6 separate regions of the Mus musculus genome follow, and regions 2, 3, 4, 5 and 6 are each linked to region 1. The links are chromatin contacts, called in public Hi-C, HiChIP or PLAC-seq, Micro-C and promoter capture Hi-C maps. All regions are on one chromosome and are shown on one strand. Each heading gives the region's core, a stretch centred on a gene start, on an enhancer-like site or on the middle of the called end of the contact. The rest is flanking DNA. Distances are from core to core; before and after follow the strand shown.

What was found. Promoter capture Hi-C pulls out the DNA fragments that hold promoters and counts their contacts. Hi-C and Micro-C count contacts between places; a contact is called where the count stands out from the background. HiChIP or PLAC-seq counts read pairs in DNA pulled down with a chosen protein or histone mark.
Region 2: a contact with region 1 is called in a Hi-C map of regulatory T cells, with 3 times the contacts expected there. The contact joins the promoter of Isoc2b here to the promoter of 9430041J12Rik in region 1. A contact is called at or near these places in 7 of 39 promoter capture datasets (the C10 cell line, cranial neural crest, frontonasal cranial neural crest and 3 more), 1 of 484 Hi-C or Micro-C datasets (regulatory T cells), 3 of 115 datasets of contacts at active chromatin or transcription factors (cardiomyocytes, embryonic stem cells and memory CD8 T cells) and 2 of 9 other capture datasets (adipose tissue and liver).
Region 3: a contact with region 1 is called in an H3K4me3 HiChIP or PLAC-seq map of forebrain, with 4 times the contacts expected there. The contact joins the promoter of Cacng6 here to the promoter of 9430041J12Rik in region 1. A contact is called at or near these places in 2 of 39 promoter capture datasets (embryonic stem cells and liver), 3 of 115 datasets of contacts at active chromatin or transcription factors (embryonic stem cells and forebrain) and 2 of 9 other capture datasets (adipose tissue and liver).
Region 4: a Hi-C map of cortical neurons shows a contact between it and region 1, with 5 times the contacts expected there. The contact joins the enhancer-like site here to the promoter of 9430041J12Rik in region 1. A contact is called at or near these places in 1 of 39 promoter capture datasets (embryonic stem cells), 2 of 484 Hi-C or Micro-C datasets (cortical neurons and embryonic stem cells), 1 of 115 datasets of contacts at active chromatin or transcription factors (embryonic stem cells) and 3 of 9 other capture datasets (adipose tissue, liver and macrophages).
Region 5: a contact with region 1 is called in a promoter capture Hi-C map of embryonic stem cells, with 2.5 times the contacts expected there. The contact joins the enhancer-like site here to the promoter of 9430041J12Rik in region 1. A contact is called at or near these places in 6 of 39 promoter capture datasets (embryonic stem cells, liver, neutrophils and 2 more), 7 of 115 datasets of contacts at active chromatin or transcription factors (embryonic stem cells and epiblast stem cells) and 2 of 9 other capture datasets (adipose tissue and liver).
Region 6: a Micro-C map of embryonic stem cells shows a contact between it and region 1, with 1.9 times the contacts expected there. The contact joins the enhancer-like site here to the promoter of 9430041J12Rik in region 1. A contact is called at or near these places in 4 of 39 promoter capture datasets (embryonic stem cells, erythroid cells, liver and 1 more), 1 of 15 datasets of contacts at CTCF or cohesin (large pre-B cells), 19 of 484 Hi-C or Micro-C datasets (the Ba/F3 cell line, the HL-1 cell line, cardiomyocytes and 6 more) and 13 of 115 datasets of contacts at active chromatin or transcription factors (embryonic stem cells, epiblast stem cells and stem cell-derived neural progenitor cells).

Annotation. Positions count from the first base shown.
Region 1 is chr7:4,118,490-4,122,626 of GRCm38.p6, reverse strand. It overlaps 9430041J12Rik (RIKEN cDNA 9430041J12 gene), which reads left to right and starts at 1,899. Exons shown (of 9, transcript NR_033568.1): 1 at 1,899-2,716; 2 at 2,819-2,947. Ttyh1 (tweety family member 1) reads right to left here and starts at 3,097. Exons shown (of 14, transcript NM_021324.6): 1 at 2,847-3,097; 2 at 1-150. The coding sequence starts at 2,972.
Region 2 is chr7:4,863,739-4,867,875 of GRCm38.p6, reverse strand. It overlaps Isoc2b (isochorismatase domain containing 2b), which reads left to right and starts at 1,697. Exons shown (of 6, transcript NM_026158.2): 1 at 1,697-1,815.
Region 3 is chr7:3,422,353-3,426,489 of GRCm38.p6, reverse strand. It overlaps Cacng6 (calcium channel, voltage-dependent, gamma subunit 6), which reads right to left and starts at 1,828. Exons shown (of 4, transcript NM_133183.2): 1 at 1,498-1,828. The coding sequence starts at 1,828. 3300002P13Rik (RIKEN cDNA 3300002P13 gene) reads left to right here and starts at 3,045. Exons shown (of 2, transcript NR_126426.1): 1 at 3,045-3,216; 2 at 3,906-4,137.
Region 4 is chr7:3,454,893-3,459,029 of GRCm38.p6, reverse strand. The region is part of intron 2 of Gm35037 (a long non-coding RNA gene); the gene reads right to left. Among named protein-coding and RNA genes, the nearest start is that of Gm35037, 4.7 kb to the right of the region's middle. Within about 2 kb of position 1,774, at least 14 of the 459 cell types and tissues checked have an H3K27ac peak or open chromatin away from gene starts, as enhancers often do. A contact at or near this core is called in cortical neurons, where this site is marked.
Region 5 is chr7:3,568,977-3,573,113 of GRCm38.p6, reverse strand. No RefSeq gene overlaps it. Among named protein-coding and RNA genes, the nearest start is that of Oscar, 45 kb to the left of the region's middle. Within about 2 kb of position 2,168, at least 18 of the 459 cell types and tissues checked have an H3K27ac peak or open chromatin away from gene starts, as enhancers often do. A contact at or near this core is called in embryonic stem cells, where this site is marked.
Region 6 is chr7:3,593,643-3,597,779 of GRCm38.p6, reverse strand. No RefSeq gene overlaps it. Among named protein-coding and RNA genes, the nearest start is that of Oscar, 20 kb to the left of the region's middle. Within about 2 kb of position 2,444, at least 88 of the 459 cell types and tissues checked have an H3K27ac peak or open chromatin away from gene starts, as enhancers often do. A contact at or near this core is called in the Ba/F3 cell line, differentiating embryonic stem cells, embryonic stem cells and 1 more, where this site is marked.

The DNA of each region.
Region 1 (4,137 bases), core at 650-3,149:
CCAGGTGACGCAACCTCCTCCGGGTGGGGGACTCTTGGCCCCATGGGGTTCTGGAGGCCTGCAGCAGCAGAAGCGGATGAGGTAGACAGCGATGAAGATGAGGCTCAGGCCTAAACCAAGCCCAGCCAAGGCTGCCACCAGCAGCAGGGCCTGAGGAAGAGGTGTTGAGAAGCCTCAGAGGGCACTTCCATGTCCCAGACAAGAAGTTCCTTCTCAGCTGCATGGCAATTGAAATGAAACATGCCCCAAGGACTTGCTGCTGCTCTCTGAACTGTATGGGAATAAGGGGCAGGAAGGCCCCCGTGTCTGTATTTCGGGAGAACAGGAGAGGCAGCCTCCTTTACCCCTCTCTCCCTCCTGCTACTGAGCTCACACACCCACTGCAACTGAGTTTGTCACCCCAGGGCTGGGGATGGAAACAGGGATGCTGTGACAGCGTGTGTGTGTGTGTGTGTGTGTGTGTGTGTGTGTGTGTGTGTGTGTGAGAGAGAGAGAGAGAGAGAGAGAGAGAGAGAGAGAGTCAAGGCCCAGGGATGGAGATAGGGAAGGGAGACTGATGAGCAAAAGAGATGACGATGCAGACAGAAAGAGGCAGCCAAGGAAACAAGAGAGAGATATGGAGATAAGACACACAAAACATCAGAAGGATTAAATCAGAGATCGAGGAGAGAGACAGACAGAGATGAAGAGACAAAGAGGGGCATATACAGAACTATAGAAAAAGCAGACAGGGCGGAATGTGTAGCGAGACCCACAGGGTAGAGGAAAGGAAAGGTAGGCAGAAGGGATGTTTACAGCTCGAAACACCTTGTGGAACAGGGCGGCTCTGATCTAGGTGTGATAGTGCATGCCTGTAACCCCAGCATTCTGGCAGCTGAGGTGAGAAAACGGCCACACTTTCAGGCTAGACCAATCAATACACAAACTCCAGCCAGCCCCGACTAGAGAGTGAGGCCATGCTTCAGATAAACTATACTATAGTGGACTCTGCATATGGTAGGGTCTTTCAGAAGACCTGTGTCTCATGTCTTCTCATAGGCCCAGGGCTGGACACAGTTGTCCTAGAGTTACACAGCAGAGTAATGGAAGTGTGAGATCTAGAATCACAACCCTGCAGTCCCAGGGGCCACTGTCCTTAAACGGTGGCACAGCTGCCTGCCCTCCACATCATCTGTGTGCCCGACAAGTGTGTGCAGTGCAACGTTGATGTGGCCGTGAGTTTGCCTTCCATCAGATGAGGGCATATGGAGAGAGGATGAGGTATTTGTGTAGACCATGCTGCGTGTCTGTATGCAGCAGAATACTTGCGGGCATTAATGTTTTCTGAACACAGCTGCTTCAGTCAGTGAGTTGTGTTAAGTAGACTGAGTGAGTGTGTGTGTGTGTGAGCTTATGCTCATGTGAGATAGGGTAGCTGTGCATAATGTATGAGTGTGCCCGTGTGTGATGGTGCACACACGAGTGTGTTGTGTATATGTGACTGGTCATATGGTTGTTCAGGTCCTATCTCAGAGGCTCTCTTAGTTGGTCTTTCTGTGCTCACAATGGCCATTTCTATGAAGAATAATGTCCCAGGAATGCAACTGTGTGTGCCTCAGCTGTGACTGACTGATGAGTATCGGGTTGAGGGTTGAGTGAACTGCTCTGAGCGGCTGTGGTGGTACTGGGGACCCCAGGAGGGGATTCCTCGTGGCTGAGGGACTCTCCAGAGCCATAAGCCCCAAGAGTTGGGCTGGGAGTGGGTGGGCCGACCGGCTGGAGGCTGCGATTGTGTAAGTGGCTGTGGGCGAGGGGATGGCGGTGCTCATTTGGAGGGGAGAGGGGGCGGGTGGAGTAGGCAGGGAGGAGCCGCTCAGGCTGTGCCAGCCATGACCCAAATAGCAAGCACACCAGCACACGATCCCCCTCGCTGCTTTTCTGGGAACATCCCCCTCCCTCGAAGCTCTCCCAACCCTGTGCCCCTTTCCCAGAGGGCTGCCACAGAGGTTCAGACTTGAGGGGAGGGCAAGGCCAACTCCCAGCCCCCCACCAGGCCCCCAGCTCAGCCAAGCTTTTCTCCTCATTAATCTCAAAGTCAAGGACTTGAATTAAACTGGGTCAGGGGACAGCACCTCCGCCCCCCCCCCCCCACGAACCGCAGCTGGGCCTCTTTCCCTAGGGACCCCAGAGTCTGTGAGGGTCCACCACCAGCCTCACCCTCCTGGGACCCAGGCCTGTTGTCTTCCTTAGCCTGGAACCTAACCACATTTCTATCCCAACCCTCTCTGGCACCCTAACAACCCCTTCCCTCCTGGGACAGGCTGAAGGCACCTTGAATCCTCATCTTACCTCAGCTGGTTTCCCCAGTCCTGATCTCTGTTCCCTATTTGAGGATATCAATCCTTCCCAGACCTCGGCTGCCTCCCCTGCCTTCCCTCTCTCAGTCCTTTCTCTACCCCCACCCCCCCGCCAAAAAAAAATTTTTTTTTAATTTAATCTGGGACATATTTACTAGTCGGGATTCTGTGGGGGCGGGGTCCTTCTCGCCTGGGACCTCAAGAGCGGACCTTTCCTTAGATGACCCTAAAGACTGGCTTTCCAGGCAGGTCTCAGAAACCCAAATGCTGGGCCCCCATCTCCTCCCATTCAGGATTCTTGGAAGTCTAGGATCCCAGCTCTCCTTATCTGGGAAGAGAGGGGTCTGCACCCCCAGCGCACGTCCTAGGGGAACCTCAAGGTATGAGCGCTATACCTCTGATCTTGGACTTGTACTCACAAATGCAGGCCGGGTCCCCAGCCCCTAAGACGCCGGAACTCTGACCCAGCCTCCTGTTCCCAGGGGACCTGGCCCAGGTTTGCCATCCCACCTGCTGGTACTCTTGGTCGCGGGGAGCAAAGCCGCTGGGCACCGGGCGGAGCTGGAAGTCGGCGCGGGGCAGCTGGTGGAGGAGATGCACCCAGGCAGAGGGTCGGTAGCCCGGGGGTGCCCCCATGGCCCCGGGGAGGGGCAGCGGGGCGGACCGGGCCGGGAGCCTCGGTGCTGTGCGGGGCGCGGGCGGAGCGGGGTTTGCGGGGCTCCCGGGAGCAGGAGCCCGGAGGGCCGGGGGTGGAGATTGGGGAGGGGGGAGGCGAGGCAGCGCCTCAGTGCTGCCTCTGGCGGTCACCGGAGGCAATGCGGCGTGAGCAGTGGTCCCCGTTGCTCCGCCCTCTCCTGGGCTCCCACCTGCTGCCTGTGCAGGTGAAGGGTCTTTGCTCATGTCAGTGGTATGCAGGGGCTGTGCTTGCTGAGAACAAAATGGATTCGCCCGCCTTGTCCCTGTCTGTATAAGAGCCAGGATACTGGGATTTCTCTTTCAAGCACACAAGCTCTTTATCCTTATGTAAAACCTTCACCTTGGTGTAAAGGTCATTAGTATTTGAGCAGCAGTTAGCCAGGCGCGCCAATAAAAAATCCCTCACTTTTCCGTTTGTAAAGACAGCTTCTGCTTAGGTAAGAGTCTCCTTCTCCACGACACATTTTGTCATTACCTGTATATGGACACAGTTTCTAGACAGAAATCTTCCTGTGTGAGCAGACCCTTCCAGAAAGACCTACACATGCCGTGAGAACTGTTTGTATAAGAACTCCACCAACTTTGAATAGGATCCTAATTATCTATCTATATAGGGGCCCATCCCATTTGTGTATGGTGGCTTCCCACATGTTTGAGACCTTCTCCAAACTGCTTCATTCTCTAGAATGACCCCCACTACTTGCCACTCACGTAAAGTTTGCAAGTGATCTTCTAGCCAAAATATTTGTGTTGGGTCTCATGGGAAGCTGCTAAAGTCACACAGATAGATGATGGGAGGCAGGTATCCCTGGAGGGACCCTGGCCACCATGAAATCATCACTCAGACCTTTACTGTGTGACCTAACATTCCCAGGGTGCTGCTCAACTGTCCCTTTTGGTGTGTAGGAGGCCTAATTTTTGCCCCTAGAACGCCCAGTAGTGTTTCTGTCTGCCTAGGGGAGGGTATTGGATGGGAAGGAGTAAGAGTTGACCCCCCCATGCCATCCATGAATTTTAGTTGAGAATGGTAGAAAGGGCTAGCAAGAGAAGTAATGATGATTGTGTTTGTGATGACTGATGGTCCTGGTGATACCGATGGTAGTCA
Region 2 (4,137 bases), core at 448-2,947, 750 kb before region 1:
CACCTGCCAATTAACTTTATAGACTCTAACACAAGAGTGATGGCATTTGCCCTTTCTTTTCTCTTTTCTTTTTCTTTTTACCAACCCCTACCGCTACCCACACACCTGCCCTTGGTTTCACTATGTAGCTCTGGGGAGTCCTGGAACTCACTTTGTAGACTAGGCTGACATCCTAACTCACAAAGATCTGCCTGCATCTGCCTTCAGAGTGCTTGGATTAAAGGTATGTACCACCATGCCTGGTTCTTTTCTTCGTGTGTGTGTGTGTTTATAAAATTTTGGGTGTGTGTCTGCCCATGTGTCTGCTTACCACATGCATTCAGTGCCAAAGTGGCCAGAAGAAGGTGTCTGAGCCCCTGGAAGTAGAATTACAGGCGACTGTGAGCCTCCACCACTGTCTGGCTTGTTGTTTTTAATCTTTGTTCAGCTCATTTTGTTTTTGAGGCTCAGTTTCAGGATGCACTTGAGTTCACTGTTCTGGGGAGACCAACTTTGAACCTCTGCCGGTTGCCTTCCCAGTCCCATCCCATCCCCCATCTCTCCCACCCTCACCCCACCCCCATGCATACAGTGCTGGGCACTAAAGCGAAGGCTTTATTCATGCCAGGCAAGGACTCTGCCACCTGAGCTACAGTTCCAGCCTTATTTCTTTTTCTTTGTTCGACAGTGTCACACTCTGTGGCCCAGGCTAACCTGGAACTCTGTGTATATATATATCTCTCCCCCAAAAGATCCTCACCCACACTCAGCCTCCCAAGTGCTGGGTTTACAGTCCTCGTTAGCCACCATGCCTAGCCCTTTTCTCATAACTTCAAGGTGAAGAAATCCTCCTGTCTCCACTTCTGAGTACTTGGGGTCATGGGTATTAAGCCACCGTAATCAGCTTTTGTTTTCTTATTCATTGAACTCAAGGCCTCAGCTTCTAGAACGCTGGGATTACCGGCCCTGAGCCACCATACCAGGTTTATATATCTGGATGAAGTAATCCTCTCTCTCTTAACCCCCACTTCTAAGTACAGAGTCAGTTTTCTATATAGACCACCCAAGGAGACAAGTCCTGAATTCCTGGAGAAAAAGCTAACTGGCAAGCAGTGGGGGAAAATGTCTTACGAGGCTTGTTCTTTTGTTTTCTTAGTTTGACTTTCGGGTTTTCGAGACAGGACTTACTTCCGTGTTGTACTGGCTATTCTGGAATTCGCGTTGTAGAGTCAGAATTATGCCTGCCTCTGCCTCCTGAGTACTGGAACTAAACCATTAACTAAATCATCGGTTTATGATGATTACTGGAACTAAACATTTGCGCCACCATGCCCGGCTGTTGTTTTGGTTGACAGGGTCTCACCACGCAGTCCCGGCTAGTCTCGAACTGGCGATACTCGTGCTTCAGCCTTCCTAGAGCTAGGTTACAGAAAGCATCACCTCTCCCCGGTCGCCCCGGATGGAGTGGATGGTGCCATGAACCCTACACTAGCCAAGATTGAGCCTCTAGCTCTCTGGTCGTTCTTCACCCTCCTTCCGGGTTAGAAGCCGAGCTCTCAGCCAAGGCCCTCCCTCCGTGGATTTTCATTGGTCCTACCCTCTGTCTCTCCGCCTGCTCCAGTTTCTTCAGACCAATCGAATTAACAGGATGGAGTAGAACAGAGTGAGGCGAACGCCGATTGGTTGGCTCGGCGCGGGGGTGTAGACCCGCGGCTCTGACTACGTGTCTACAAAGGGCAAAAAGGAGGCCCAGTACGGGGTCAGTGGGAATCCAGCGGGGAAAAGGTCACGGGACTTCTTGGAAAAGGGGCCCGAACTCGAACCTGGGACCTTCGAGTAAGTCCGGTTCGTTACTTGCTGGCTGTTTGCAAACCCACCATCCCGTCATTCAGACCGGGAAACGGAAGCTTTGCAGGGTGTCGGGTTCGGGGGTTGGAATGGCATTCCATTTGGTCTCAGGATAGACCCGCGGGGAGAGTCCCCAACCCTCTCTAGAGACAAATTTTGCATCAACCCCGCCAGTGAGCTAACCCTGGAGAAAAAAAGAGACCCAGAGAGGAAGGGAAACTCACCCAGGGTCACACAGCCTGAAATTCCTGGTTCCAGGAGTTGTGGTCCCCGCTTCTCTCACAATTACGTGCTCCTCTGTATCGCTCTCCCTAAAGCATCGTGGATCCTCTCCCATCTGTGTCCCCAGTCCATCTCGATCAAATCTGGCGAACTGAGCCTGGCTGTCATGAAAGCCAGGCAAATCAAGTGCTCTCTACCACTGAACTCCATCCAGCCCCCTTGCTCATTTCCTTCACACTGTGCCTCCCAAAAATGGGTTCCCAAGCCAAGAACCCAGCCCTTGGGACATAAGCCTTAAAAACCTATGAGGGGAATAGAGAAGGGGGGGCGAGTAGACATGGCTCAGTGGCTAAGAACTCTGGTTTCTCTTGTAGAGGACCTGGGTTTGGTACTCAGCACCCAGACGGTGGTTTACAACCGTCTTTAAATCTAGTTTCAGGGGACCCGACTACCTCTTCCAGCCTCCACAGACACTACATGCATGTGGCTATGCAGTCTCAGGTCAAACACTCATATAATAAACCCAGTCCGGGCTGGAGAGATGGCTCAGCAGTTACGAGCAGTGGCTCCTCTTCCAGAATGGCTCACAACCATCTGTAATGGGATCTGCTGCCCTCTTCTGGCATGCAGGCATACATGTAGACAGAGCACTCATATACAGGGAATAGATAAATAAATATTTTTTTAAAATTAAAAGTAAATCTGATCAACACACACATTTGGGATCCAGAGAGAAATGACTCCTTCGCTTGTCTCTGACCTCCACATATGCCCCATGGCATGGATACCCTCTCCCATATAGAAACTAAATAAATAAATAGAAATTTTTAAGGAAAAAAAAATCTACATTTGCCATTCAGGGAGCACAGATGGGAGTTTGCCATACCGTTCTTGCGCTTTTCATTTCACTGGCGCACTTTTTATCTGTGTTGGAGACCTCCCTTGCAGGTTTGTTTGTTTGTGGGTTTTTGTTTGGTTTTTTTTTGTTTTTGTTTTGTTTTGTTTTTTAAATGTCTGTGTTGGAGACCTCCCTTGCAGTTGTTTTTGGCTACAAAGAATCCACAGTGAGAATTTGGCTGGCTGCAGTTTTTGTAATCCCAGCTACTCCTTCCGGAAGTTTCAGCAGGAGAATTGCTCGTTGAATTCCAGGTGCCCTTGGGCGATTTAGCAAGATTCTGTGGCAAACGGTGTTGAATCTGATCTCCAGTACTGCATGAATCACTTGTATGCTGATAAATTCTTGCACTAGGGTGTGGAGGCTAGAGGATCAGAAGTTCTAGGTCACCCCAAACCACAAAGTGGAAAACTTGAGAGAGAGAGAGAGAGGGAGAGGAAGAAAGAAGTATATGTATCTAATCACAGCTCAGTGACTCCATACCTAGAATCCCAGGATTTAAACAGCTCACACAGGAGGGTTGACGTGAGTCCCTGGCCAGCCTTGAGTCCATGAGAAGCTCTCTGCTCTACACAGTGGTTGAGAGTGGATATGATGCCATAGGTCATTAAACATTATTAGTGTCTGTTATGTAAGGCATTATGGGTCACCAGGTGGCCAGACTGCAAGTGTCTGTGGCCTAACTGGCTACATTTGGGAATTTGTGGCCCTTTATCACTAGAGCCCTGTCAAAGAGTCTTGTGATTAATAATAACCTGGTCCCTGTCAGATAAATACTTAGGGACAGATTTCTGGATCAGAGGGTTTGTGTCTCCGTCACTTTGAGGATGGTGACCATGCCTGTCAGGCTATGAGACGTTCTGAGCCTCTAGACTGGTCCCTCCGGAGCTCCCTGCTGCCTTCAGCAGATTGCTAGGTCTTTGTGATCCTCTGTGTGTCTCTCTAGCTCATCCACCCCTCAGAAATGTCTCGTGGTGCCTCCGTGTCCCTTGTGCTCAGAACCAGAAGATAGCCCCAGGAGTGGGAAGGAGCCCTCTGGGCACTGGGTGGATTGCTCAACGGGTTAGGTATTGGCCACTCAAGTCTGAGGAGTTAGGTTTGGTTCCTTGATACTCGTGTAAAGCTAGATACAGTAGCATGGAACTGTAATCCCAGTGGTCATACTGGGACATGGGAGATAGAAATGGGAGACT
Region 3 (4,137 bases), core at 579-3,078, 700 kb after region 1:
GTAAGTACACTGTAGCTGTCTTCAGACACCAGAAGAGGGCATCAGGTCTTGTTACAGATGGTTGTGAGCCACCATGTGGTTGCTGGGAATTGAACTCAGGACCTCCAGAAGAGCAGTCAGTGCTCTTAACCTCTGAGCCATCTCTCCAGCCCCTCTGGCTTTGATTTTTTGAGAGAGGATCTCACAGAGTTGCACAGGCAACTCTGAACTCCCTCTGTATCCCAGGGTGCCCTTGAACTCACATCCTTCCTGCCTCTGCCTCCTGAGTACCTATGGTTACAGACCTGTACCACCAGACCCAACTGGCATCCCGTATTTGTTTTTGTCATCCCATTTTGCAAAGGTTTGGGATCATCTCGATTGAAGTGCCAAACAGTAAGAAACAGCAAAAGGAAACTGTTTAAGATAGCTGATCAGGACAGACAGGTAGTTCAGGCCACAGACAGTGAAGGCATTCCACTTAGCTATCAAAGGCTTAGAACATCCTATTTTGGGTTCCATATCACATCTGAAAAAGTAGGAATTGAGGAATGAAAAAAAAATCCATCCAGAGCCCAGAGGGAGTGAAGGATGAAGGTGAAGGATGTTCTTGAGGGGTCCTGAGAATACTGGGTACATGCTGGGGACCAGCATGGCAAAGATCTCATCAAGCTAATATAACCAAAGTGGGTTTGATGGGTGTCAAAAGAGGTAAAATAAACACATATCCAGTTCCTAGGGGAATGTAGATTATCCCACTAAGCAAAGGGCATAGCATGTTTTGTCAGAGAGTAAGAGGCACAGCTGAGAGCAGAGGAACCACCGGGTTCCATGAGGGGTGTGGAGTGTCTGTAGAGTAAGGGAGGAGGGCTGTAATGTCTGTCCCGACCATGTCAAGGCGAGAGGAACTGGAAATAAACATTTCTAAGGAGGTACAAAGTGCACCCAGAGCGGTGAGTAGACCTGGTAAGAACTTCAGTTGATTGTATCTGAAAACAGAGAATCAACATAGAACTTTTTTTTTTTTTTACTTCCGGGTGGGCGTAGGGTGGTCTGTCTCCACAGAGGCACACAGAATGGGAATGTGGGATGTCTCCAGGCTTCTAGTTAAGGGCACAGGCTGTCTGTGGGTGCATGGCTGTCTGGTGGGGAATTCAGGCAGTTCTAGGGGATACGGGTTGGCGGGGGTGTATACAGGCTGTTGTTCTGAGGGGACCAGCTGGGTTTGGAAGCACAGGCTGTCTGAGGGGTACAGGCTGGTCTGGGGCATAGGCCACAGCTAGAAGGCAAACTTTAAGAAACAAGTTTCTTTAGGGCATATGCTAATTAGGGATATGTGCTACCCCTGAACATCTCTCACTCTCCCCGCCCCCTTTCTCTCCAGTTTCTGTGAGCACAGGTTGATTTGGGCACAAACATTCTTGGGGGATAAGAACAAGACAAAAGTTTCCCCCAGACAAAAGTTTCTTTCTCCCTGACTGTGGGACACAGATCTGGGCTCAGAACACAGCCTCTCACCTCCTGGCAGCTCAGCTGGGCCACAGGTCTCCCTGCCCGCGGGCACATCCGCCTGCCACAGTCGCTTGATGCACACCTTCCACAGCCCCAAATGGGCGGCCTCACAGACGGCGCTGCCATTGGTCTTGTATGTATTGAGTTCCACCCAGAACTCGGTGCCCACAGCCAGCACAGCCAGCGTAGCACCCACGATTGCCACCAGCAACCCCAGCTTGATCTTGCCCTCTCGCTCCGGAGTCAAGCCGAGATTCTGCTGTTCTTGGGCACGACGCCGGCCCACAGCTGTCCGGCGTCGGTCTTCCTCTTGCATGAAGAAGTTAGACCACATCATGATGATGGGATCCGCTGGAGCTCAGGCGAGCCTCAAGGAGTCAGAAAGACCTGTGCAGCGGGTCCTAAGGGGCAGGGGGCAGGGCCTAGACTTTCAAAGGAAGTAGTAGGCTCAGTGTCAACTAGATCGGGAATGAGAAAAAGCTGAGCCCCAAATGCAAGAGTGGAGGCCTTTGCCCCTGAGAAGAGAAACTAACTATATTTTTGGCCTAAGGATGCTACCAGGGCTTATGCACATGAACGTGGCACAGGTGAGGCCTAGAGAAAAAGCTAGGCTACTCTGAGGTTTACCTAGCCAATGAGAAAACTGAGGAGCCCAAGGGAAAACTTGCCCAGTTTCCAAAGGTTGCTGATGGGGTCTCCCGTAAGTCTCACAGTTTTCCCTTGAAAAGAGGGGAGCTGAGGTTTTTCGTGTGTTTGAGATATAGTTTAGATTTCTTCTGGCTCAGAATTTGAGAAAGGAGGAATCTCAGAACACTTTTGGGCTATACAAAAGTTAGAATTGGGATTTCACTGGTAAAGTTAGAAATCGCTCCAAGTCTGAGAGAGGCAAGTGGAAGCTCCAGTATTCACAGCAAATCTGGGACCCCACTGGAATTCGAGGGGGTATGGGCGAGCCAGGGACTACTCAAAAAAGAGCCCAGGTCTCCTACAGTGGCTGAGAATCACAATGAGGTCCAGAAAAAGAGGCTGGGGACTCTCTGTAGTCAGGACAGGGCTCAGACCAAGGCACTGTGGTCTACACTCTGGCTTAGAAAACCAAGGCAAAATACCCTGGGGGACACAGGAGTTGGAAAGGGACTCTCAGTCAGTCTGTCTGCAGTTACTCGGCTCCCCCTCCCCCGGGCTCCCAAGTCCTGCTCGGCCAGGATCGCTCCAAACTCAGCTCAGGGTCCCGCGCTCCCTTTGGACTTCCCACCCGGGTCTCCCGGGCACGGGTCCCTTGAGCTCTCCTGCCTCTGCGCCACGCCGGCCCCAGCTCCGCGATGCCTCCGAAGCGTCCAGCTTTGCTCGCCTCTACCCAGTCAGCTCTCCGGACCTGCTGCGCTCGCTCCCTGCCTCGCCCCATCCGCCCACCCCCTCACCCCACCGGCTATTTCAGGCTCGACCCGTAAATAACACTCGCACCTGTCGCAAGCGCCTGTTGCCATAGGGATCCGGGTATTTTAAGGGGACAAGGGGCGGGGGAGGGAGGCCTCTTGGAAGGAGGGGCTGGGGGCCGGGTCTTCAACAGAGCGAACGAAGGGAGATCTGTTTCCCCAAGGGTCCGGGACCAGGCTGCAAAGTCCAAAATCTGGATCTCAAAGAGCCAGTGAAGTCAGAGAACTTGTGTTTCTGTCCTGAGCAGTCCAGGCTGGAAGCTCCCTAGTTGGCTTGCAGGATTCTGAGGTCCAGAGGCTTGGAAGAAGTACTGGGGGTGGGGGCGGGGTGGACTCTTTGAGTCTGAAGGTTTGGAGGAGGTGGGCTTGGTCTGGATTCTTAAAGTCTGGGGGAGGAGAGGCAGGGTATGTAGTTTGAGGGTTTCAGGGAGAAGGGTTGAACTCATATGTATGTGGGAACAGAGCTTCAGTATAGGCTCCTGGTCTTGAGGGAGGAGGACTAAGGCCTGGACTGTGGGCCTGAGAGAGGCCTGGAACCTGACTCTTCAGTCTGGACAGGGGAGTGGGAATAGGGCTGGGATGGGGGGTGGGGGGCCTCCAGGTCTGAAGAAGGAGAGCTAGGGCTTGTATTCCTAGAGTTGTCTGAACCTATACTCCAAGACCTGGAAGAGGCCCCTATGGCCAGAATCCTCAGGGTCATTAGATCAGTTTCAGTGTTCAAGTCCTCAGTCCCCAAGAAAGTAGAAAAGACAGACTCTAGGGAATTAGGGTGCTGGGACACATGAAACAGAGCAACTGTCCTTATTGGATTTATTAGCCTGTGTGTCCCTGGGGGCCTTTTTTACAGCAGAGACCCAGACAGGGGACAGCCACGTGGCATGACAGCAGGGTCTGATTCTTAGCCCTCACTCCCTCTCTCAGCCCTTCTGTGGACCACCCAGGTGGGACCCACCTTTCACCAACTCCTTCCTTCCCCAGGTAGCTCCTCCAGTACATCAGCTGCTACGACCAGGTGCCTGGAACACAAGTGCCACCTCTGCTGGCCCCACTCTGGACTTTTTGGTTGGAATCAGTTCTGAAATGGCAGGGGACTGGCATCAGCCAGTCCTCAGAAGACATTCCTGAGCACTGAGTTGTCGTTACTGAATGAAGATAATGTCACTGGATTTGCTCAGGGCTCTCAAAGCAAGATACACAGTGTCATCAGCGG
Region 4 (4,137 bases), core at 525-3,024, 660 kb after region 1:
AGAAAAAAAAATGAAGTTCTACCTTTTTCAAGAAAATGAACTGGGGGTCACCATGTTAAGTGAAATAAAACAGACTCTAACAGCCAAGTCTCATCTATTTTCTCTCATATGTAGAATTAGCAGGTGAGAGGAGGACACAGAATTGGAGGGAAGATGTCTAGGGATATAAAAGGATGTCATTGGGGTGTGCCTGCATGCATGTCTATATGAGGATATCATATCCCTGGAACAGGAGTTAAAAAACAGTTGTGAACTGCCATGTGGGTACTGGGAATTGAACTTGGATCCTCTTTATGAGCAACGAGTGCTCTCACCAGCCTCCCTCTACTTCCCTGTCTGCTGCTGTGATAAAATGTGCTTGCTGAAAGCAACTTTCCTTATACTTCTGGGTCACAGTCCATCACTGAGGGAAGGCAAGACAAAAGTTCAAGGCAGGAACCTGATGGCAGGCATGCTTGATTTGATGCAATCAAGTAATTCACTCCACAGCCAAAGAATAGCAAAAACCATGGGCAATTTTCTATTGCTAGCTCGACAGCAGACTAGTTTTTACTTAGCCAGCTTTCTTATACAGCATGGGCTCATCTTTTCTAGGGATGGTGCCACCTGCAATGGGCTAGGTAATCCTACAGGGCAGTTCCTTGTGGAAGCGCCAAGGATCAATGCAATTTAGGCAATCCCTCAATTGAGGTATTCTTTTCAGATGGCTCTAGGCTATGTCAAGTTGACAGTTAAAATGAACTGGGACAAAATCGATAAGGGATATCCTTATGCCCTCTTCTGACCTCTGCACATGCACATAGGTGAGTTCACCTTCGCGTGCGAGAGTGTGTGTGTGTGTGTGTGTGTGTGTGCATGAACATGTGCGCACACTTGCACACAACAGGCATGCATGTGCGCACACATGCACACACACACACACACACACACACAAATAGATCTATCTTACATATAAAAAAATGTTAGAGAAGAAAGAAAGATATGTGAGGCCTCAGTGGGAAGGCTGCCATCTGCCAGCCAAGGACAGCAGCTTTTGTAATTTTACTGTTCTTGAACAAGGAAAAAAAAAAAAAACCCACGTCCTTGGAGAACTACTGACATTTGATCCCCAACTTTCAACCTGCAGACTGTGAGAAAAACGAATTTGTCCTGTTTTGTTTTATCGTCTGGTCCATCCCTGAGGGCCGTGCTGGAGAAGAAGCTGAGAATTATGGGACTAAAACTCTGTTGTTTGCAGCTTTGGATAAAAGGTTGGGCTGAGTGAAGATGGATAATTTCCTTTCTCATTGTGAACAGAAGATCTCCAATGAGGTTCCTGTTTGTGGGGAGGCCAGCTGTCCCTGACTTCACAAGAATGCTGTATGGGGGTGAGGGGCTCTCAATATGTTGGCATCTGTGATCTTAAAAGAGTAGGGAAGGATTTCTCAGGACACATAGCAGTTGTGGCTGCCTGCATGCGCGCGCGCGCGCGCACACACACACACACACACACAAAGTTAATGGGAGTGAATTTGTTCATAATACATTGCATACATTGAGATAAGGTGGTCACCCTATTGTGAGCACAGAAGTTGTATAAGATGTAGGCATGCCAAACAATACATCATCTAGTCAGCAAATAGGCCAAAGGAAGGAACATGCAGTTCTCAAAAGAAGAAAGAACGAAGAGCCAAGAAATATATGAAAAAGCATTCCATCCATATCTTTAGTCATCAGGGAAATGCAAATCAAGGCTACATTGAGATTCCATTTCACCCCACTCAACATGGCTATCATCCAGGAAATCAGAGACAAAATGCTGGAAAGAAGGAACTGAAATAGACCCGTTATTCATCGCTGCTAGGACTGTAAGCTGATGCAGCCACTATGGAAACCAGGATGGAGGTTCCTCAAAAAAATAAAAAAGAAACAGAGCTGGCCTATGTATTCTGGGCATACACGAAAAGGAACCTAAGTCAATATAGTACAGAGACACTTGAGTGTACATGCTTATTGCAATACTGTTCACAACAGCCAAGATTTGCAACCAATGATGCCCATCAACCAAGGAATGAATAAAGAAAACACACAAATGCACAGGAGAAGAGAATAAGGGACTTGGGAGTACTTAACCCAATCTATATCCCATCCCATCCTCACAGACCTCAAAGCTAATAGAGAAAGACAGGGTGGAGCTTGCATAGTGGTGCACACCTTTGAACCTAGTAATTGGGAGGCAGAAGCTGGTGGATCCCTATGAAGTCAAGGCCAGAGTGGTTTACACAGTAAGTTCCAGGACCAACAACTGGGCCTGTGTAGACAGATACTGTCTCAAAGAAGAAAACAGTGTAGACAGATTGAAGAGTCAGAGGTGATAAATTCTTACAATGAGACAGTTTTGTGGACACAGCAGGGCAGCTAGCTGCATATATGAACTCACAGAAGTTCTGACGATATGCACAAGACCCGTGCAAGCTCAAAGTGCCACACCCTCGATGGAGAGCTATTGATAGCTTCTAGGAGAGTCAGTTTTCCTTAAAGGTGTGGCCCCTGGTGGATTGATCACGATCTGTGGGATGGTCCTACATTTGAGTATTTAGGCAGCAATGAATTTCATAAGAAAAAGACAAATTGAAATTGAGTAGGTAGAGAAAGGCAGTGGATCTGGGAGGAGTTGAGGGTGGGTGGTAAATACGATCGAAATACATTCTGTGAAATTTTCAAGGAATTAATTAAAATACTATTTTAAAGGGCTGGAGGATGGCTTAGCAGTTAAGAACATTTGCTAGTTCTCCAGAGGACCTGAGTTAGGAAGCCAGAACCTGTACTCGGGTTGTGGGGATCTGACATACCCACACGTAGATATGCATAAAGAACATTCTTTAAAATACTATCTCTCCAGCCCCAAAATACTGTCTCAAAATATAATAAATACACAAGATAGTTGCATTTAGACATAAAGAAAAATGGAATTGTGACCTTTTCAGGAAAATAATGGATGGAGTTGGAGGTCAACCAAACTCAGAGAGAAAAATACTGTGTGCTTTCTCTCATTAGCAGAATCTATATTTACATACATGTGGTTAAAAAGAGGGGAGGAGAAAGGAGAACAGCAGGAAGAGGGGGAGGACAAAAAAGAGAGAGAGAGAGCAATGGCAGAGGGTGACCATGAACAAGCTGCAGTACTATACATGTATAAGATGTCATACTAAGGGCTGACATCATTCATGAAACCCATGGTCCAGTCCCAAGCATCGCTGGATATAGTGGTGCATTCCTGTAATCCCAGCACTGAGGAGGTGAAGGCAAAAGGATCAGAAGTTTCAAGGCCGTCTTTGGTTCCATAGACAAATAAAGGGCAGCATGGTCCCTATCTCAAGGAGGTGGGGGGAGGGGAGAGAGACTGATACCATCTCGTATGACGCATCTTATTTACAAGACAGAAATCAAGGTGGGATCGGGCTTGAAGCTTCTTCCCTGCTGGTTAGACCTCATCTTGCCAGAAAGTGCTTGCTCTTCAGAATGGTGGGGGAGAATTGCCATCAACAGCATTATTCAGCTGGGGACCCTGTGTGAACACTACCAAACAGCCAGACACATGCTGTAGCAATGGCAAGTCTGCACTGGGTAACTAATTGCTTTCTGATTGGACTTGAGGCCTGCCTTACAGGAGGGAATTCATATCTGGTACTATAAACACAGTCAAACATCCGTGGCTGGCTGGGTGCTGTTACCTTTAATTTTAGGATTCAGGAGGCAGAGGTAGGTAGGACTCTGAATCTGAGGCTAGCCTGGTCTATAGGAAGCTCCAGGCCAGCCAGGGCTACATAATGAAACCCTGTCTTGAAACTAAATAAAAAAGATAAAACATGACTTCTCATCCACTTTCCTCTTTCAGTGCTGGGATGTTGTCTGGCTTGAGCCTGTGCAGCAGGTCTTATGTATGCTGTCAAGGTCTCTGAAAGTCCTTATGTGTGTCAGGGTTTTTTTCCCCCTCTGTCTGGAAGACACTGTGTTAGAGTTATCCAGCACCTCTGGCTTTTGCAGTCTTCCCTCCCCTTCTTCCAAATAGGTTCCTGAGCCTTGAAGGAGGGATTTCATGAAGACATCCCGTTTAGGCCTGAGTGTTCCAAGATCTTTCACATCAGTCCCTCACAG
Region 5 (4,137 bases), core at 919-3,418, 550 kb after region 1:
CACCACCTGGCCTCAGGCAGCCAATCAGAAACTGCCTCACCATCAGAGGCTGCCCACCACCTGGCCTCAGGCAGCCAATCAGAAACTGCCTCACCATCAGAGGCTGCCCTACCACCTGGCCTGAGGCAAGGGCAGAGTCGGCAACAATTTCCAGCCCCCTAGCAACCATTCTGGGGCTTCTCTGGAGATAGAGCCAACCAAATGAAGTAAAGGTCACCTTTATCCTTGGAATTCCCCCAAACCACTTTAAATTGGACCTTGGAACTAACCTGGGCATCTCCATCTTGGCAGACCCCAGCATGCTGGACTTTAGCAAAAGCTCTTCACTTTTGCATACAACTTGAGTCTAGGGTATCATTCTTTAGCAAATCATGGACCCTTACACCCCCAGTGGGCTGAACACTCCTCCATCAATCACTAATTAAGAAAACGTCCCACAGGCTGGCCCACAGTCCAGTCTTAGAGAGGCATTTTTCTCAACTGAGGTTCCTTCCTCTCAGATGACTAGCTTGTGTCAAGTTGACATAAAACTAGTGAGCACAAGGCTTTATGAAAAAGTTCAGAGAGAACAAGGAGTGGGGAGAAGGCTATATTGGAAGTGTCTAAGCCGGGTGGTGGTGGCACACGCCTTTAATCCCAGCACTTGGGAGGCAGAGGCAGGCGGATTTCTGAGTTCGAGGCCAGCCTGGTCTACAAAGTGAGTTCCAGGACAGCCAGGGCTATACAGAGAAACCCTGTCTCCAAAAACAAACAAACAAACAAAAAAACAAAAAAACCAACAAAAACGGAAGTGTCTAAGAGAAGTGGGAGTTTAGAGATGGGGCTGGAGATGCTCAAGATATATTGTTTACATGTATGGAACTATCAAATAATAAATAAAATTAATATTGAAACAAACCAAACAACAAAAGGGCAGGGGACAACACCAATTAGTATATGATTAGCATTTCCTCAGAAGCTTGGTAGAATTGCATGAATAAGCTTAGAAGTAGGTGGTCTGAATTATTTCTGTGTGGTTGGAGACCAACGAAAACCAAGTCAGTAGGAAGTGGTATGATACTTTGCTGAGAGATCAGGTCCTGATTATCACCATGAAACAGAAGTTGTGGGCTAGCTCTGAAGATTAAGAACTGAAGGACAGCCCTTACTGGCAGGTCCCAGAATTAAACTTTAACAGGAACAGCAAGTTGAAGATGCATTCTGGGGAAAGTATGTTAACAAGGGGCATCATTAATTCCCAATTCTTGATCTTGTTCTGTCTTGGTAAGTCCTAGGAGGAGTAGGGCCATTTGGGGTGGGTGGGTGGGTTGGAGAGGCGGACGGAATTGGTAAAGACAGTGAGGTAGCCAGTGAGTCCACAAGGATAACTGACTATGTTTCACTTTGTAAACATGAGCAACTATTGGATGGTTTACACACATTTTCCTCTTTTCTCCAAATCAGTAGGTTCTGAGCTTCTCAATGGCTTTCTGCCAAATGAATGAGACTCGTGTGTGTGTGTGTGTCTGTGTGTACACATGTGTCTTCCTCATGGCCAAGGAAGACATTACATATATAGCCAAAATGGTCAATGCTGGTGCTCAGGACCCCAGACAATGGGATGATACTGCCCACAGTTAAGGTGGGTTTTCCCACCTCGACTAGCCTAATCTAGGCAGTCCCTCATGAGCATTCTTTTTTTTTTTTTTTTTTTTAAAGATTTATTTATTATATGTGTGTACACTGTAGCTGTCTTCAGACACTCCAGAAGAGGGCATCAGATTTTTGTTCCGGATGGTTGTGAGCTACCATGTGGTTGCTGGGATTTGAACTCAGGATCTTTGGAAGAGAAGTCAGTGCTCTTAACCGCTGAGCCATCTCACCAGCACCCCCTCATGGGCATTCTTAGAGGCTAATCTAATCTTGGTAATCCCTCACAAGCATGATCAAAGGCGTCCTTTCAAGTTGACAATATTAACCATATATTGTACTGAAAGACCCACAACGTGAGGACTCCCCCATGTTCTGACTCAGGAGAGGCGAGACCCCAAATCACTCATGAGAAATGGTCTTGATGCAAATTGCAAGAGGACTTTTATTTCAAGAGCACTCTCGGGATCACAGTCATATACCATGAAGCAGTAGAGGACCGTGGTGCCCGAGTAGCTGGGTAAGGTAGTATTTAAAGGAAGAAACCACAACTCAAGGGGGTGGGGAGGGTGTTGTTGGAAAATACCAAAAATACCAGTTAAGAGTCAATGAGGAAGTGCAAAGTCACAAGAGTCACAAGGTATACCTGGTAATTGTGCGGGTTATTTCTCAAGACAGTTTCTAAGAGCCCCTAACAATAGCACATTTACATAGCTGTTTCCATGAAAGGTCAGGGTGGGTCAGGGTGACTTTCTTTGAAGGAACATTCCCTGAATCCAGGAAGCAGGTGAGTGGAGGAATGTCGCTTTCTGTTTTATGATTAGCATGCCTTGGAGCATTGAGTCACAAAGGTCACATTCTCAAGCCTGGGCCTAAAGGCCTAGAATTTTTTGTTTGTTTGTTTTTATGTTACACTTTTTCATTACATAATAATGTATATTATATATGCGTGTTGTATATATGTCATATATGTATAATAATATATTTTTCTATAAATACTGTATGTATAATTATATTGGATTTTCAAGATACGGTTTCTTGGTGAAGCCCTGCCTGTCCTGGAACTTGCTCTTTAGGCACCTCAAACTCAGAGTTCCGCCTACTGCTGCCTCCTAAGTGCTGAGTCTAAAGCTGTGAACCATCACCCATCACCACAAGGCTGTATAAATATATTCATATATAAATCTGTGTGTGTGTGTGTGTGTGTGTGTGTATGTATGTATCTGGGTTCCAAGGATATAACTGTGATTGCCAGATTTATGTAGCATGCGCGCATGCACACACACACCACAACACACCTGTGAAGGTCAGAGGACAACTTTCAGGAATAGGTTCTCTCCTTCCACCACATATGATCCAAGTCAGATCATCAGACTGGCAGCAGGTGCCTTTGCTAGGTGAGCCGTCTCTCTAGCCCTGCTGTAAGTTAGCAGATGGAAGAATTCTTCTGTAGAATCTTTAGAATCTTCTAAGTAATACGAAAGATCTTGTCCTTGAGAGTCTAGAAAAGAACACCCAGCCTAGACATCTTAATTTCAGAGTCTAGGAGCCGTGTGATGCCCCTCTTCTGGCCACCACGGGCACTGCATGCCTGAAATGCAAGCATAGACTGACTTGCAAGATAGATGGTAAGAGAGTGGACTTACAAAAAAAAAAAAAAAACGAAAAAAGAGAGAGAGAGAGAGAGGACTTACAGCATCATACACCATGAGGCGTCTATTATTTTTTTACATCCCTTCATTTAAATGGTTCCCAGGGAGCAGGACGATATGTCATATACAACTCTAAGATCTACTTTCTTCCAGGGTCCTTTGACAAACTCACCTTGAATATCTGGCCCAGCTCTGTGGTTCCCACCAGAGGCAATGTGACTCTGCTATGTATAGCTAAGATACAAGGTGCAAAGTGTGCTTTTTAAAAAGAAGGTATTAATTTGTATCTCAAGACACGAATTGGTTTGTCAGGCTGGTCATCTGATTTCAATCTTGTTATGGGATGGAAGTATGCATTTGAGTTCTATCTCACGGAGTTAGAGCAGTGATGCTGTGAATGCTATGGGAGTGGGAACCCTGATGAAAAGTTCAGTGTTGAAATCCTATTATTGGTCACAGGTGAGGAGGGGCTTCCTTAGAACGACACTTGTCAATCTCCCAAAGGGAGAAAGGGAGGGAGAAAAGAGTGTTCGTCTTCAGAGGGGCTGGGGAGGTCAGGAGGCAGTTGCGATAGAAATGAATACTTTTAGTTATTGCTTTTATTTTTGTATGTGTGTGTTGTGCATGTGTGTGTATGCATGTCTGCATGGGGGGTATGTGAGCATGCATGCAGAGCTTGAAAGTGATTAATTGTTCACGAAGATGGGATCTCACAACCAAACCATACCTCCTGGGTGTGGTTACTTTTGTTAGCCAGTTAGCTTTGGGGGAATCCTTCTTCTGAAGTTGGAGTTACAGGTAAGTCTAGAAACTAAGTAGCTTAAGGGGATCCAAAATCTAGTCCTCATGCCTGGAA
Region 6 (4,137 bases), core at 1,195-3,694, 530 kb after region 1:
TGAGATCTGATGCCCTCTTCTGGTGCATCTGAAGACAGCTACAGTGTACTTAGATATAATAATAAATAAATCTTTAAAAAAAATGCCATCTAGATATAGCACCTTGACAGTGAGGTCAACAAAGTGGGCTGTATACATTGGGCTCTGTATTTGTGTATGTGTGTTTGTGTATGTTTGTTGTAGTATTGTTTGTTGTTGTTCTTGGTGGTGGTGGTGGTGATGGTGGTTTTTTGAGACAGGATTTCTCTGTGTATAACCCTAGCTGTCTTGGAACTTACAAAAGACTGTTCTCCAACTCAGAGAAATCTACCTGCTTCTGCCTCCTGAGTGCTGGGATTAAAGGATGCTGGGCTGGTGAGATGGCTCAGTGTATAAGAGCACCTGACTGATCTTCTGATATGATAGAGGGAGACTCCCTGAGGAACTAGATTCCAGAGAATCAAACAAAAGGTTATCTTGATGATACCAAAAAATTGTTTTGAGATTTGCATATTACAGAATATATAGCCTTGGTGGGTCTCCAGATATCTTGGACTTTCAGCCAGATCCAATCAAGACACAGACATCAGAGGCTAAATCAATCATTGGTGTGGCCTTCTTAAGGCTAACCAATCCTATTTTCCCTACCCTTCCTCCCCCCTCCCCTTAAAAATATCTCAATGCCCATATTCAGCTTGAAAACGTTATGAAGAGTCGTTGCTCCAGTTCCCTGGCCTTTGGGACTGGAGGGGCTTATCATAGGCTGTCTTTCTAGGGAATGTTGAAATGGTCATAGTTGGAACAGGGAGGAATAGCTAGAATTGATTGCATAGCTGTAATCTCATTTTGTAGAAATATTTTTACTTGTTACTAAGTTGATGTCATAATTTCTTATTTTGATACAGAATTTATTTTGATGCAAAATCAAGGTTTTTTTTTTTTTTTTTTTCCCAAGACAGGGTTTCTCTGTGTAGCCCTGGCTGTCCTGGAACTCACTCTGTAGACCAGGCTGGCCTCGAACTCAGAAATCTGCCTGCCTCTGCCTCCCGAGTGCTGGGATTAAAGGCGTGCACCACCACGCCTGGCTGGTATAAATTTCTTGTATTGATACAAAAAATTTAAAAGTATAGGGCTTAGACCCAGTCGTTCTATAACTGTTATTATAAATTGATCTAAGATGATTAAGCCTGTGAGTTAAGGACCAAATAGCAAATTCATGGCTCTGACTTTATTGTTAGGGTGTTTCAGAGACTGTAATTAGAAATAGCTGAGAGCGGTTAATGGAGAACAGTCCAGATTACTTACAGGGATAGTTGGTTTTCAAAAATGTCACAAATCCACAGAATGTGACAGTTAATGCCATTTATTCACTTGTTGAGACAAATCTGCTCCTAACAGCTTCCCATTCATGGATTCAAAGAAGCAGCTGAGCATCTTTTCTTCAAGTGAGGCCCTACATTTGTGGCTAGGTTGCCACTGGGTAGAAAATTGCCAATCTCTCCTGCAGACCTGTACTGTTCTTGAAAGGACACAATTTACAGGTTAGGACAGCTTAGTTCTGCTGAGACAGAATAGGCTAGTCCTTAGTATTCCTGTATCTCTAAGGTCTGTCAGATAGATGAGCCTGGGCCAGAAGGCTCAAGACATGCTCCAACTTCCTGACTTACGGGGGCTGTATAGGTAGGCAGCTGTCTCTACAATTTGTCTCAGTTCTGGAAGCAGTGTTAGGCTTCTTATTTATTTTCAGTTAATGTTGGTCATTCTCAGATTTCTGATGGGGTTGAAAAATTAATTAATAGTCTCATAGCCAACCCAGGCTATTTACTTTGAAAGAATAGATTTGAGAGGATGATTTTCAGATGGTATACTATCTAAAGCCAGGACATAAGTCAGGGTAGAACCATAAGTCTTTTAACTTAAGATAGATGACAATGTTCTATCTTAATTTCATAAATGATGAACAATCTTATACTCTATAGATTATAAAATGGTAATAGTTGTGTTCTGTTTATATTTGAGAGAAAGGGTTTTTTTTTTGTTTTTAAAGATTTATTTATTATTATCACTGCAGCTGTCTTCAGACATGCCAGAAGAGAGCATCAGATCTCATTATGGGTGGATGTGAGCCACCATGTGGTTACTGGGATTTGAACTCAGGACCTTCAGAAGAGCAGTCAAGTGCTCCTACCCGCTGAAACATCTTGCCAGCCTGGCTTTTTTTTTTTTTTTTTTTCCCCTCGAGACAGGGTTTCTCTGTGTAGCCCTGGCTGTCCTGCCTGGAAGTCACTCTGTAGACCAGACTGGCCTCCAACTCAGAAATACGCCTGCCTCGTCTCTCAAGTTCTAGGATTAAAGGCTTGCGCCACCACTGCCCGGCGGTTTTTTTTTTTTAGAACAGAAAGGGGCAAGTGTTGTGGACCGGCCTGGTGCTGTTCTTATGAACCAATCACCTAATGAATAAAGGAGCCAATCACTGGGTGAGTAGGCGGGACTTCTGGGTTGGAGGGAGGAAGAGAGGTAGCAGGTAGCAGGAGAGAATTAACCCCGTTTTGGAACGGGGATAGCAAATGCCTAAAATGTAGCTGCTAGAGTTTCCAGATATTATGGCAGAGCCACAAGAGTTCACCACAGGAGGAATCAGATTTTAATAAGGCTTACAAGGTTAGGTTTTCGGGGTTGTGCCCAGAGATTGAGTTACTATTGTTTCTGAACTAAGTTTGTGTTGCATTTTCCTTCACATGGTGGCTCATCTGGTTTCAGGAGAGAAAGGTACAACAGCAAAGCCTGGGTTTGCTAGATGTGCACCACAAAGGAGGTGGGAGATTTGAGGCACGGGGTTGGCATGGTAATGACCTGCCAGTGAGAACCTAGAGATCTGGGTGGAGAGATTGTGGAGTTCTGAGTCAGAGTCTCCATGAGATAAAAACAGGTCGGCCATTGCCCACCAGTGCATGGCTGGCCAGACCACTGGGGGCCTCTAGAGGCACAAGCACGCAGACGTGCAGGTTCTACATTCCCTTTATTATTTTTTTAAATTTCCCACGACAGGCTATCTCACCCTCTGTTTTCCAACTAAGGAGAGGAAGGGTGAAAGAAGAGGGGAGCAGAGGAAGATGGCAGGGGAGGAGAAAGGAGGAGAGGGCTGTAGATAAAGAAATAAAATCTCTCTCTTTTTTTTAAAAGATTTATTTATTTTATGTATATGAGTACACTGTAGCTGTACAGATGGTTGTGAGCCTTTATATGGTTGTTGGGAATAGAATTTTAGGACTTCTGCTCATTGGAGTCGGCCCCTCTCACTCAGTCCCTGTTCTCTATTATTATACATAAGTACACTGTCGCTGTCTTCAGACACACCAGAAGAGGGCATCAGATCTCATTACAGATGATTGTAAACCACCATGTGGTTGCTGGGAATTGAACTCAGGACCTTCGGAAGAGCAGTCAGTGCTCTTACCCACTGAGCCATCTCACCAGCCCCCCAAAATAAAATCTCAAGCCATGAAACTATAACTTGAGTCCAATTTAATAAAATGTTAAACTGAAAATATTTAAAAGACTATAAATGTGTCTGGTAATCCCACATAGTGTGGAGAGCTATGGATGTTAATTATGGTTGTCAGTGCATTGCCTTCTTCAGTTCTATAGCTCTGTCACTTAAAGTATAACTCCCACAAAATAACCTTGCAGGCATCCAAAAGCACTAGAGATGGTGGTCTCCCTTGATCCTCTGTTGCCCTGGTAACTATGTTATAATTGACATCTCTGAATTTCCAAGCACCATAACTGTCAGGTCTGAAGGCACTCATTAGCACACCATGTTGTTTTTCCTCCCACACTTCTGTGGAAAGATTAAAAGACTCAAGACAATGCCAGAGCCTTTTCTCTTTCTGTTTTCCAGTGTGGCAACTGAACCAAGTGCCTCATGCATGCTGGGCAAATGCTCTCACACTGTGCTATTGCCCCAGCCCTAGTGTTTCAATTTAGTGAGCGAACCAATGGCCATATCAAACTGAAGAGAGTTTACCCTTTGTTTTAGCTCTTGTGAAGAACAGTTCAGCAAGACATTAAAAAACAGTGGTAGCCATGGTGAGCTCACTACAGTTGTAGCAGATGTTGTTAAAGTTGCTAGAGCAAGTCAAGTGGTGCACACTTGTA